4 separate regions of the Mus musculus genome follow, and regions 1, 2 and 4 are each linked to region 3. A link is a contact called in public HiChIP or PLAC-seq, capture Hi-C and promoter capture Hi-C data. All regions are on one chromosome and are shown on one strand. Each heading gives the region's core, a stretch centred on a gene start, on an enhancer-like site or on the middle of the called end of the contact. The rest is flanking DNA. Distances are from core to core; before and after follow the strand shown.

Region 1 (2,700 bases), core at 17-2,516, 570 kb before region 3:
GTGGTTGCTGGGAATTGAACTCAGGATCTCTGGAAGAGCAGTTAGTGCGCTTAACCATTGAGCCATCTCTCCAGCCCTATAGCCAGATCTTATGGAGGCATTTTCTCAACTCAAATGTTCCTTCCTTTCTAGCTTGTGAAACGTTGACATAAAACTAGCCAGCACACTTCTGCTGGGCGGTGATAGTGCACACCTTTAATCCCAACACTTGGGAGGCAGAGGCAGGCAGATTTCTGAGTTTGAGGCCAGCCTGGTCTGTCGAGTGAGTTCCAGGATAGACAGGGCTATACAGAGAAACCCTGTCTCAAAAAACCAAAATCAAAACCAAAACAAAACTAGCCAGCACACTTTTTACTGAACACAAACTTTTTTGGGGTTTCCTATCAACATCACTATTACATACAATTTGTTAAGTGTTACATGTAATCTAGAGATGATTTAAAGTATATTGGAAGGCATGCATAAATAGCACATGTCTTTAATTCCAGTGCTTAGAAAGGAGAGGCGAGTAGATCTTTGTGAGTTCAAGGCCAGCCTGGTGCAGTAAGTACGCCTAATCCTTGGGCCATCTCTGCAGCCCCTGAAATCAGGATTTCTAAGGTAAATTTAAGCTCCTTTTTTTTTTTTAAAAAAAAATAAAAATAGTACTGGCAACTAAACTTTTTCCTAAGTAGATTAATAGGTACAATAGAATGGTATCTGGGCTAGAGACCACAGTGTTCAACTATCCGGAGCCAGTTGTCCTGGGTCCTTCCACACACACTTGGTGTGTCAACAAGAACTGATACTTTTTGGAGTCAGATGTCTTCCGGCGTTCCCTGAGGTTCCAGGTCAGAATCTGATCTGCTCCTCCTGCTTCTATCTGACTGCTGGAGTCATTGCGGGGTAGAGGAGGTCCTCAAATAACTGGCCTCTTTTAAGTCTCCAGAGGCGTGGTACTAGCTTGAGGTGGCCTAAAGGATTTGCCCCACCCACCGAGTCACTCCAGTGAGGCTTTCCCACTGTACTGGAAAGGTCACTTCAAAGTCACCATCTTTTCAGAAGCTTAGGACTGAGCAGGGTGCTCGGCTTGCACAAGCAGACCGCGAAACTACAAGTTCCAGCATGCTCCGCTTCGACGACGCTGCTCGCTTTCCCCCGTCCCAGGAGAGACCTCTGCATTTCGTTGGCCTGCAAGCCTAACGTGCTGCTCCATGATTGGTTGGATCCCCTTGTCGCTCATGAGAACCCTCGGCCGTGGCCGGCTGTCAGGCGACCAGGAACCTCCAAAGTTATGGAGCCGCGCTCTACTGGGATAGGAGGCTGGCCAGCCAATAAGGCTGCCATCCCGCTGGCGGCGAGGCTTTCCTTCTTAACTCTCCTGTGATCCTAGTTTGGAGGGCTTCCGGCCGGAGACCATTAGAAAAGACACCCGGAAGGCGGAAGTCTTAGGGCGGAAGTGGCCGAGAGAACAAGGAGAATGGCGGCCGAGGCCTGGCTTTGGCGCTGGGGCTGGGGCTGGGGTCAGCGGTGCCCAGGGAGGCCTGGGCTTCCTGGCCCCGGCCCGAGCCCCACGACATTTCTACATTTGCTTCTGTTGCTGGGGCCGGTGGCTGCGGATATCACCGACGGCAACAGCGAACACCTCAAGCGGGAGCACTCGCTCATCAAGCCCTACCAAGGTGAGGGAGGCCTGTAGCTGAGGGTGAGGACGCGGGCCGAAGTGGGATGGAGGAGGGCATGGCCCGTTCTGTCGAGCAGAGCAGCGCAGCGCAGTAGATTTCTGGCGCGGCCCTCTGAGCACCTGTCCACGTCCGTCTCTGCCCACAGGGGTCGGTTCCAGTTCCATGCCGCTCTGGGACTTCCAAGGCAGCACGATGCTGACGAGCCAGTACGTGCGCCTGACCCCGGACGAGCGCAGCAAAGAGGGCTCGATCTGGAACCACCAGGTGAGGCTCTCCCAAGAGGCTGAACATGACCGTTCACTGACACAGTAGTCCCTGCCTCGTCAGCAACCAAGCTTAGTAGATACACGTGCTCCTTTTTTTTCTTGTCCTGCCGATTTTTCTGTCCTGGTCGCACAGATCGTTCAGAGCGACTTGTATAGTTACTGTATGTCAGAAAGTGTGCGTGACTCTTAAAACACTTTCACCTCTTTCTTCAGAAATCACACAAGGTAAGTAATGATGTCTGCTTTTTTGATGGCTTACGAAGCAAGAAGCCAAGGTGCAGAGTTGAACATCCCTGAAGTCATAGAACAAGAAATGAGTGGAGTTGTCAGACTAAATCGAACCCACTTAATCGAGGGAAGGGCGAAACTTTATCCTTACGGCCTATTTTACTGTGTGTAGGGTACTGACCTTGCCAAACCTTACCAGATTTAGTTCTCAAACAAGGTGTTTGGAATGAATAGATTTCGTGACTTTATGCTGAGGTAGTATATAGCCACCGAATAGAATAAACAGTATTTCAACTGATCTTTCTGATCTCCACTCTTATCAATTCCCTTGATACACCCGATGCCTCCTGGTTAGCAATGGGAGAACCCCCCTTCAAGATATTTAACAGTCCTAGTTACCTTTCTCTGTGCTAGGTTGAGAGTCTTGTTAGCTATATCTACACTGAACTTACTGGCTGTGGCCTTTGCCTTTAGAGAGCAGGGAGCCAGAGATGTTATTGCCTTGGTGTGGTAACAGTGTTGTGCAATGTCTACACCAAGGA
Region 2 (2,700 bases), core at 186-2,685, 540 kb before region 3:
GGCTGTTACCTATACCTCCTAGGATGATTCTGAGATGATGTGGCCTCCTCCCTCTGCTGGAACTTTCCTTGGAGAACCTTTTGTCTCCGTCCTGTTCTGAGGTCAGTCTCCTGGGTAGCAGATGTATGATGTCTGTGCCTGCACGGTGCTTGCGTGAAACCCCGACATTTGGGAACTGGAAGGAGTATCAGGAGGTCGCCATCTTGGGTTACATAGCAAGTTTGAAGCTAGATTGTTGCACATGAGATCCTGTGTCAATTCGCTCCTCCTTCTCTTCCAAGGGGAACGCACAAGAGCCTGACTGCTGACCGGAGCTGGGCAGACCTTCCGGTGTCTCTCTCCATAGCCACCAGGCCTTTCAGTCTACAAACTGTTACACAGTAGCCGCAACTCTTGGATTTAAAAAAAAAAAAAAAAAAAAAAAGGCGATTTCCCTTGGGAAGACAGCCTCTTCCGAAGGGGCCTGATTGGCACGTGACTGTGTTTTCCTAAGGCCATCTGTTCATAGTGCCCCCTCTCTGGTCCACTTGACTCTCAGAATGCCCCATCATTCCTGACTCATAGGTATGGCTACCCCTAGTGGCTATCCAGGAGCCTCCACCGGATGGCTAGCAGAGCCTTGTTCTAGATGCCACCCCGCCCCCCAGGGGCTGTCTGGTTGCAATGGCCCTAATGAGAGACGTATGTTTGCTTGCTGGCATTAGTTGTAACCACCGCAACGCTGTCTCACAGTACGCGAGTTGTCGTCACACCTAGCAGTGGCCGCTGAGGAGCTCCAGAACTCAGGGTGAGACAGTGTGTTTCATGCCCTGGCTTGGGAAGCTATCAACAGCCGACGTTTTCACGACGCCATTAACCTCCCTGCGAAGGACGGGAGAGCTAGGAGGGATTCCCATTCGAAGACCAATGAAGGGCAGATACGGGGCGGCCCGTACCGTGTCCTGCGTCCGCGCCCCCAACACAGGCGCGTGCGCATCGCCGTCTCTCGTAGCTCGCCCCCGCCCTCCTCGTCCGGGTTTTCAAATTTGAAACCGGCAGCTTTTCCCGCCCGAGTCGGGGCCCCCGCGGCGGGAGAAGGCGGGGCCGCGCATCAACCAACCCAGTCTCCGAGGCTCGCGGCCCGCCCGGAGGATGTGGCCGCGTCCCGCGCGCACGTGTAGCCCAGGCCGGCGCCTGCTAGGACCGGCGCGATTGCCTGTCGCAGGAGTGGGGCAGCTTGCAGCGCCCGGTGTCCGGGCTGCCTGACCCGGCGGAGGGTTCTTCCCTAAAGCGCAGAGCAGCAGCCCAGTTCAGCCTGGGCGGGAAGAGGCGGGCTGGGCTGGGCAGGGCGGGGCGGACGGGGTTCCCATGGGCGGGGCGGGGAGGGGCCAGGGCGGGGCGACCGGGGGCGGGGCGGGCCCTGTGCTTGTGGCACCGTGTCAGTTACATTGAAACAAAAGTGGTAAGGCGGCTGACAGGGCTAGCATCCCTAGCCCGCTGGTCGTCGGCTGTCGCCGACATGGAACCCGTGGCTAGCAACATCCAGGTCCTGCTGCAGGCAGCGGAGTTCCTGGAGAGGCGCGAGAGAGGTGAGGACAGACCCCGCGCGCGGGCTGAATTTGGCTCCCAACCTGGAGGGAGCAAGGCTGGAGGGCTGCTGGCGCGCTGCCGCCCGCACATCTATTGGAGTTCGCAGGCAGCCGGGCAGGGAGTGACTGGGGAAAGGGTCCTGGCGCCAAAAGCCTTTCCTTGACTTCGCCGTGCCAGGGGCTCCAGCTGACGGGCTGTGTTGCTGTGTTCTCTCTCTGGCAGAGGCAGAGCACGGTTATGCGTCCCTGTGTCCACACCACAGCCCCGGGACCGTCTGCAGGAGGAGGAAGCCACCCCTGCAAGCTCCTGGCGCGCTGAACAGTGGGCGGTGAGCAGGGATGGGGCAGTGTAGGGAGGGATGCTGGTCCTTAGCTGTCCCATCTAACTCTCTTCTCACTTCCTTGTTTGTTCTTCTGGCCCAGGTACCCTGCTCCATCCGCCTTTTCTACACACACACACACACACACACACACACACACACACACACACACGGCCCAGGTACCCTGCTCCATCCGCCTTTTCTACACACACACACACACACACACACACACATCACATCACATCACACAGGTCATTCACACTCCTGAATTGTCTCTACTACAGGCTTCTGCTTTTCTGTTCTTTTGCATATTCTGTTTCTTTAAAATAGTTTCCCCTCTACTGATTTCTCTGACAGGCTTATTTTTTGATCAAGTGTCACATCTGTCCAGGGAGCCTGTCTTGCCTGGCTGTCAGGGGCGAGACCCCGCAAGTACCTGGGCAAGTGTCCTGTATTTTTTGGTGTGTGTGTCTGATTCCTTTAGTCACTACCTGGGGTGTGGTGTCCTAAAGGAACCCAGGCCCTCACGAAAGGCTTCCTTGGCGCAGCTATCTGTAGTGAGGTCTGAGCTGCACAACAGCCTGGGGTTGAGGATTTGCACAGTACCCTCACTTGATCCCCTTGGCATTCACAGGTCTGTGCACAACGAGCTGGAGAAGCGCAGGTGAGTCCCAACCTGGCTCTCAACAGTTCCCGGTCTCAAGGACCATCTTTCTCAGACCTTTCCTCCCTTGCCATCCCTCTGGCTAGGGAGGTGGGGCTGGTACTGCCCTCCAGACTCCTTCCCTTGCAGGAGAGCCCAGCTGAAGCGG
Region 3 (2,700 bases), core at 173-2,672:
CTCGAGACAAATAATTTAAGCTCTTACCGTCTATTCATTCAGTCCCCTATCTGTAAACTACAGATAATAATAAGGCAGTCGGGAGAATGTGCCTCATCAGAATTCATGTGTTACTAAGCTGGGTGTGATGGCTCACACCTGTAATCCCAGCACCCAAGAAACTCAGACAGGAAAACTGCAGCAAATTGCAAGCCAGAATGGGCTAGAGTGAGACCCTGTCTCAACAACAAAAAACTCTCGTTTAATCTAACAACCCAGAAGGATAAACTCCAATACTGGCTCCTCCAAGGCTGGAAAGCTAAAGCCCAGAGAGCAAAGAGGCTCGCCCAAAAGCCTCTGGACAAGGCCTGCTACACTCAGGCCCTTTGACTTCCAGGCCAGCGCTCCCTGTAGCTGCCCACACCCTACAGAACAGAAGACTGCTGACATCCAAGGACACCCACCACAGGGCAAACCCGACGGCTCGTGGGTGGAGAACAGAGCCGCTGAATCCTGCTGAATGCAAGTGGGAAAGGCCTGGCATAAAGGACAGCAAGCACAGCCCGGCTTTGGCGATAGGATGGGGGAGGGAGAAGAGAAAGATGACTTGGCAGGACCAGGACACAGATGCCACACAGAAGGAAGCCTCTGTTTGTTTGGTCAGCTATGGAATGCTGAATTCTGTTCCCAAGGGACAGTTCCCTGTTCTCAACTGGAGCTCCTCTCCCTGCAGAGGCAGAGGCCTTGGCTTTCCTCTCTCCTAACCTCCTGGCTCACAAGCTTCTGAGCGTCTGTAGGGTAGACTCGGGGCTAGGACCCAGCCTCGCGAACCTCACCGCACCATGCTGGGAGCTGGAGTGGCCGGGAGGCGGGGCGGGGCTGGTCCGCAACTACCGCGCCCCTGCAGTCTTCCGGCAAACGCCGCCCCCTTTTTCGCCCAAACTTGGGGCTGCAAAGAGAGACTCCCAGCACCTCCTGCTGGGACTGGGTCCCGCCCCCCAGCTATCCCAGTAGCTCCCCAGAATAGTTGGGGACGGGGCATCGGGGTGGAGGGGGTGGGGGACAGTCCCTGGTCGCAAGCTCCTGAGACGGGATCTCCCTCACCAGCAACTGAGACTCCCTAACCCCTATCCTCAGCGCAGAGCGAGAAGCGGACTCGCGCTCACCCAGAAGACAATGTTGAAGCCAAACAGGAAGTATTTCCCGCAGCAGCCGACCTCAGGGTCCTGGAATTGCTGGTGCTTGCCGGGCATGGTGAGCGGCCACCTGCCGTCCCGGGAACCCGAGCCGGTGACCGGCCCAGCCCTCTGCGGGCCGCCCAGGCCTGGAGCAGCCCCGGGCCTAGCCCGGTGGCTGCGGCTTCATGGTCAAAGCCACACAGCTCACCGGCTGCCCCGCCCGCTGTGGCACCGCCCACGGCGCTCGGACAGCCACACCCGGAGTGCGGTGCCCTCATCCGACCCCGCCCTCCAACAGCGCTCCGGCCCCGCCCACAGTGTCAGTCCACACCCCGCCCCAGCAAGGCTCGGTCTTCTTGGAGCCCCGCCCACGACCCCGTCCCAGTCAAGTTCAGTCCTCACGGGCCCCGCCCATAACCACGACTCCGCCCCCAGCCGGGCTTAATCCTCTCAGGCTCCGCCCATGCCTAGCCGCTGTCCTCCCGCAGTCCCGCCTACGCCCCGCCCAAGGCTCTGCCCTAGCTAACTTCTGTTCTCGAGCTCCGCCTCTAAACCGGGTCCCGCCTCTGATGAGCCCCAAACCCCGCCTCCAACCGGCCTCAGTCCTCCTGGAGCTCCGCCCTACTCAGCCTCAGTTCTGAGCCACAGTCGGCCTTCTTGGAGCCACGCCCAAGACATCCGTCTTTTTTTTTTTTTTATGGTCCACAGGTCTCACTTCTCCCCAAGACCCTGCCTCTGGGCCAGGCTTTGGCTACACCCCAGTCACACTCAACCCCTTGCAACCCCCACCTCTGAAGAGTCCCCGTCTCCTCTCTAAGTCCGTCCTCCAGTTAGCTTCTCTCAAGTTCCCCAAGTCCTCCAGAGGCCCCAGATGAGCCAACTGGCAAAGCTGGTGAGCCAAGTGTGAATAATTACAGTGGATCTCCAGTCTAAGATTCAAGAACCAGAGGAGTCCACTCCCCAGGGATAAGTGGTTGGGAATAGTGGGACCAATGAACAGTGCCATGCATTCACACACAGTGTAGTTGAATACAAACAGGCTGGCGTGCCATGCCACGCCTGTTCTGTTTTGCCTATTCCTATGGTCGCCCTGTCCCATACCTACTTGACTGCCTTGATACCTGGGATTCACCAGAGTCCTTCTGATGCAAAACAGGACAGAGCAGATGCAGGTTTAGGTACGTCTGATCTTAAATATTTAGATTCCAAGTTTGTTCCAGAAGTGTTTATTTAGATACAGAAAGGGCCTTAAGCATCATCAGCATCAAGTGAATCCCTCCTAACAAGACCACGGTGAAGCCTAACTACCACTGTAATCTCTTCACTCATGAAGGTTTATCCATCCATCATTTCAGCAGGAGGAGACACACAGAATCCATAGGACTGTCTTCAGATGGGAAGGCTGTGCAGGGCATTCCCAGTTCCCAGTCCTACCTGTCTTTACACAAATTCCTCTCTAACCTAGTCCATACTTGAAGGGGGGGGGGAGGAGAGAGGGAGGGAGGGAGAGAGGGAGGGAGGGAGAGAGGGAGGGAGGGAGAGA
Region 4 (2,700 bases), core at 131-2,630, 660 kb before region 3:
CCCCTGAGCTTGATAAGGGACAGGAGATAAGATTGCCTCCCTTGGGCACTAGGGATCCAACCTGCCCATCCCATTTCCAGGTAACACCTCTCTGGGTGTGACATGCACCAAGTAGGCAGAGGACATCAGGGACTGCGGCACACTGGGGACTTGTCTGAGCTACCTATAGACTCTACTGGGTATCTGCCTGACCCTAGGTCAATTACAATCTCTGATCTGAGCTTCAGTTTCACACCTGTAAACTGATATAGAACAGCGAAGCTGAAGGTTCCTTCATCATGGAAACCCAGCAGAAAGTGGAAAGCTGTCACTGTGTCCCTCCCTGGAGTTCCAAAAAGAAAAATCTTGTTGGTGTTTGCCCACCAGCACCCTGGACAGAGTAGGGCACTACAGGTATCTAATGATTATGTCACTCTATGTCGTTTGTCTGGCTCTAGTCATCTAGGACCCATAGAGCCAAATAACATCTGGAGTGAAACCAAGGAAGAGCAACTCCGCACCATATCCATGTGCGCGCACACACTAAGTCGACCAGACTGGCTTTTAGCCCTACAGTCCTTATAGCCCGTTATGCTCGTCTCTCATTTATTTCCCCGGTGCATCTGCCCTAGTAGGTCAAAGGCTTGCTAAATGCCAAAAACGTTACCCATGCACCCGTTTTTAGTGCCCAGAAGCTCCAGGTGAGTGGTGGTTCTGCATGTAATGTGTGTGTCCAGAAGTTTCCCCCTGTCGGTTGGGTTGTCTATACAAAGGCTCGGCTCATTCATTCTCTAATCTTTACCGATTACCAACTTTGTGCCGTTCAGGGCATCTGGGCCTGGGGCACGTGGGGCACCTTCCTGCCTCTCACGTAGAAGAGGCCTCACACGCATTCCTCTGGGGCTCATGTTCCACCTTTTCCCTTCCTTCCCTTTCTTCTTCATCACCCCCAAACCCGACTTGAGGCCCATGGCGCGACCCCCGCCCCTCCTGGGCCCCGGGTTCCGGGGGCAGAAGCGGAGGGCCGGAAGGGCTCATGTCTGCGCTTAAGAGTCCGGGTGCAGACTCCAGGGCACGAGGATAACTGGGGCCCGGACGCCTCATGGAGCTCGGAGGTCGCGCGCCCGCGATCCCCGCGCCCAGGCCTGGCCGCCCGCCTGCCTGGCCTCACCTTCCCGGGCCTTGAGTAGCACCGTGTTCGCTACGATGTTCTCGAGCTCCATGGGCTGCAGCGCCGCCCGGCCCGCCAGGCCGCGCCGCCGGCCGGGACCGCCCACGAGAGCCGGAGCCGATGGCGATCGGCGCGGCTCGGCTCGGCTCGGCTCGGCTCGGCTCGACTGACCGCGCCGCGGCCTCCGGGCCCCACCGGCCTCCGGGCCGCCGCCGCCCGCCGCGTACTCTGCGCCCCTCCCGGTCCACCGGCGCCCGCCCCGCCCCGCCCTCTGTTTACTTGGCTCAGTCAATGGGCGAGCGGACGCTCCCCGCGCCGGACTACTATTGGTCAGCCTCTTTCTCTTGCCCCGCCCACGGAGCCGGGAACTCGCTCCCTGCGGAGAGGGGGAGGGCCCCGTTGCGTCGCCGATTTCTGGTTGGACTGCGGACGGGATTCGGCCCCTAGGTTCGAATTTCTAGGCCTTCGTAGGATGCCGAGCTGCCAATTAGGGCCGAGCCTCTGCCGAGAAATCGGAGGTGGGGCCTCTCGGGAACCACGCCCAGAAGACCCAACATCTGATTGGATTAAAGACGTGTCGACCATCCAGCTTTGCGATCTGATTGGGTGAAAGGATGGGGGCGTGGCTGTGTGTCTGGTGCGCCGACGGGATTTCTAGGGTTTTGTTGGGGACACGCTGTGTCTCCTGCCGGCTATCAGGTAGCTTGGTTAGAATGGGTGTCCTGCCGTCGTCCCTTAGGTCAGCTGCTTCAGAAGGGCGCGCTTCCAAAGCTAGCAGAGGACCGAAGGAAGCTATTGCCTTCCCAGCAGCGCTTGCCTCCAATTCAGCCGCACCCCGCACCCCCGTACCCCGCCCCCGCAGCCGGATGTTGTGATTTCTCCCCTCCCACCCGTCCGGCGCCTTCGGCCTCTGCTGCCTTATAAGGCAGCGCAACCACCCCAAGTCGTTGAGGATGAGTTCACACCCATTGTACAGGTGGGGACCTGAGGCGCTGGATGTTGAGTGGCTGGCTGCACGCGGAGACCGGGAGTGGGGGGACAGGTCCGAATTTTGCATCTCATCAACACAGTGTAGTTCAATCCCCCACTTCCTCATCACCACCCCTTTTCGCACAGCAGGAAACGGAGGCTTGCCCAAACTCGGGAATTAAGGAACAACCGGATTCAACTACATGTTTTTGATCCATATTCATTCATTTTTGAAAAAAAATATATATATACTGCCACTGCTTTTTTTTCCCAGGCACCCAGCCAGGTGCCGGATATAGTGGTAACAGCAAGAAAACCAAACTCTCAGTGCTTACGTGCTAGGCGGGAAGAAAGGTGGTAGCTGTCCTGTAAGTGAGCACATTAATGGGTGGTTTTAGAATGAATGCTACTAAAACAAAGAACTAGAGAGGACGCTTTGTGGTGCCTCGCATGCCCCCCCCCCCCCCGCCCCATGTCATTAAAGGACCAGAGTGGTCACAGGCTATGACTTTTGAGCAAATCAAGAAGCGGCACCACGCCTAAAGTTAAGTTTGGCGAGGACTAAAGCATAAATGTTTCCA

Evidence for each region. Promoter capture Hi-C pulls out the DNA fragments that hold promoters and counts their contacts. HiChIP or PLAC-seq counts read pairs in DNA pulled down with a chosen protein or histone mark. Capture Hi-C pulls out chosen DNA fragments and counts their contacts.
Region 1: a promoter capture Hi-C map of hippocampal neurons shows a contact between it and region 3, with 4 times the contacts expected there. The contact joins the promoter of Lman2 here to the promoter of Tspan17 in region 3. A contact is called at or near these places in 5 of 39 promoter capture datasets (the 3T3-L1 cell line, the C10 cell line, hippocampal neurons and 2 more), 1 of 484 Hi-C or Micro-C datasets (embryonic stem cells), 2 of 115 datasets of contacts at active chromatin or transcription factors (large pre-B cells and microglia) and 1 of 9 other capture datasets (embryonic stem cells).
Region 2: a contact with region 3 is called in a capture Hi-C map of macrophages, with 2.9 times the contacts expected there. The contact joins the promoter of Mxd3 here to the promoter of Tspan17 in region 3. A contact is called at or near these places in 8 of 39 promoter capture datasets (the 3T3-L1 cell line, the C10 cell line, the HPC-7 cell line and 5 more), 6 of 484 Hi-C or Micro-C datasets (the HL-1 cell line, the N1E-115 cell line, brown adipocytes and 3 more), 11 of 115 datasets of contacts at active chromatin or transcription factors (T-cell acute lymphoblastic leukemia, embryonic basal ganglia, embryonic forebrain and 7 more) and 1 of 9 other capture datasets (macrophages).
Region 4: an HNF4G HiChIP or PLAC-seq map of pancreatic cancer cells shows a contact between it and region 3. The contact joins the promoter of Grk6 here to the promoter of Tspan17 in region 3. A contact is called at or near these places in 2 of 39 promoter capture datasets (hippocampal neurons and stem cell-derived epiblast-like cells), 3 of 115 datasets of contacts at active chromatin or transcription factors (forebrain, pancreatic cancer cells and stem cell-derived neural progenitor cells) and 1 of 9 other capture datasets (pancreatic islet).

What each region holds. Positions count from the first base shown.
Region 1 is chr13:55,361,349-55,364,048 of GRCm38.p6, reverse strand. It overlaps Lman2 (lectin, mannose-binding 2), which reads left to right and starts at 1,266. Exons shown (of 8, transcript NM_025828.3): 1 at 1,266-1,661; 2 at 1,810-1,928. The coding sequence starts at 1,460.
Region 2 is chr13:55,328,466-55,331,165 of GRCm38.p6, reverse strand. It overlaps Mxd3 (Max dimerization protein 3), which reads left to right and starts at 1,435. Exons shown (of 6, transcript NM_016662.5): 1 at 1,435-1,568; 2 at 1,792-1,897; 3 at 2,523-2,552; 4 at 2,682-2,700. The coding sequence starts at 1,499.
Region 3 is chr13:54,788,127-54,790,826 of GRCm38.p6, reverse strand. Tspan17 (tetraspanin 17) reads right to left here and starts at 1,422. Exons shown (of 8, transcript NM_028841.3): 1 at 1,146-1,422. The coding sequence starts at 1,232. It overlaps Eif4e1b (eukaryotic translation initiation factor 4E family member 1B), which reads right to left. Exons shown (of 7, transcript NM_001033269.3): 7 at 2,368-2,700.
Region 4 is chr13:55,444,011-55,446,710 of GRCm38.p6, reverse strand. Grk6 (G protein-coupled receptor kinase 6) reads right to left here and starts at 1,380. Exons shown (of 16, transcript NM_001112711.2): 1 at 1,151-1,380. The coding sequence starts at 1,202.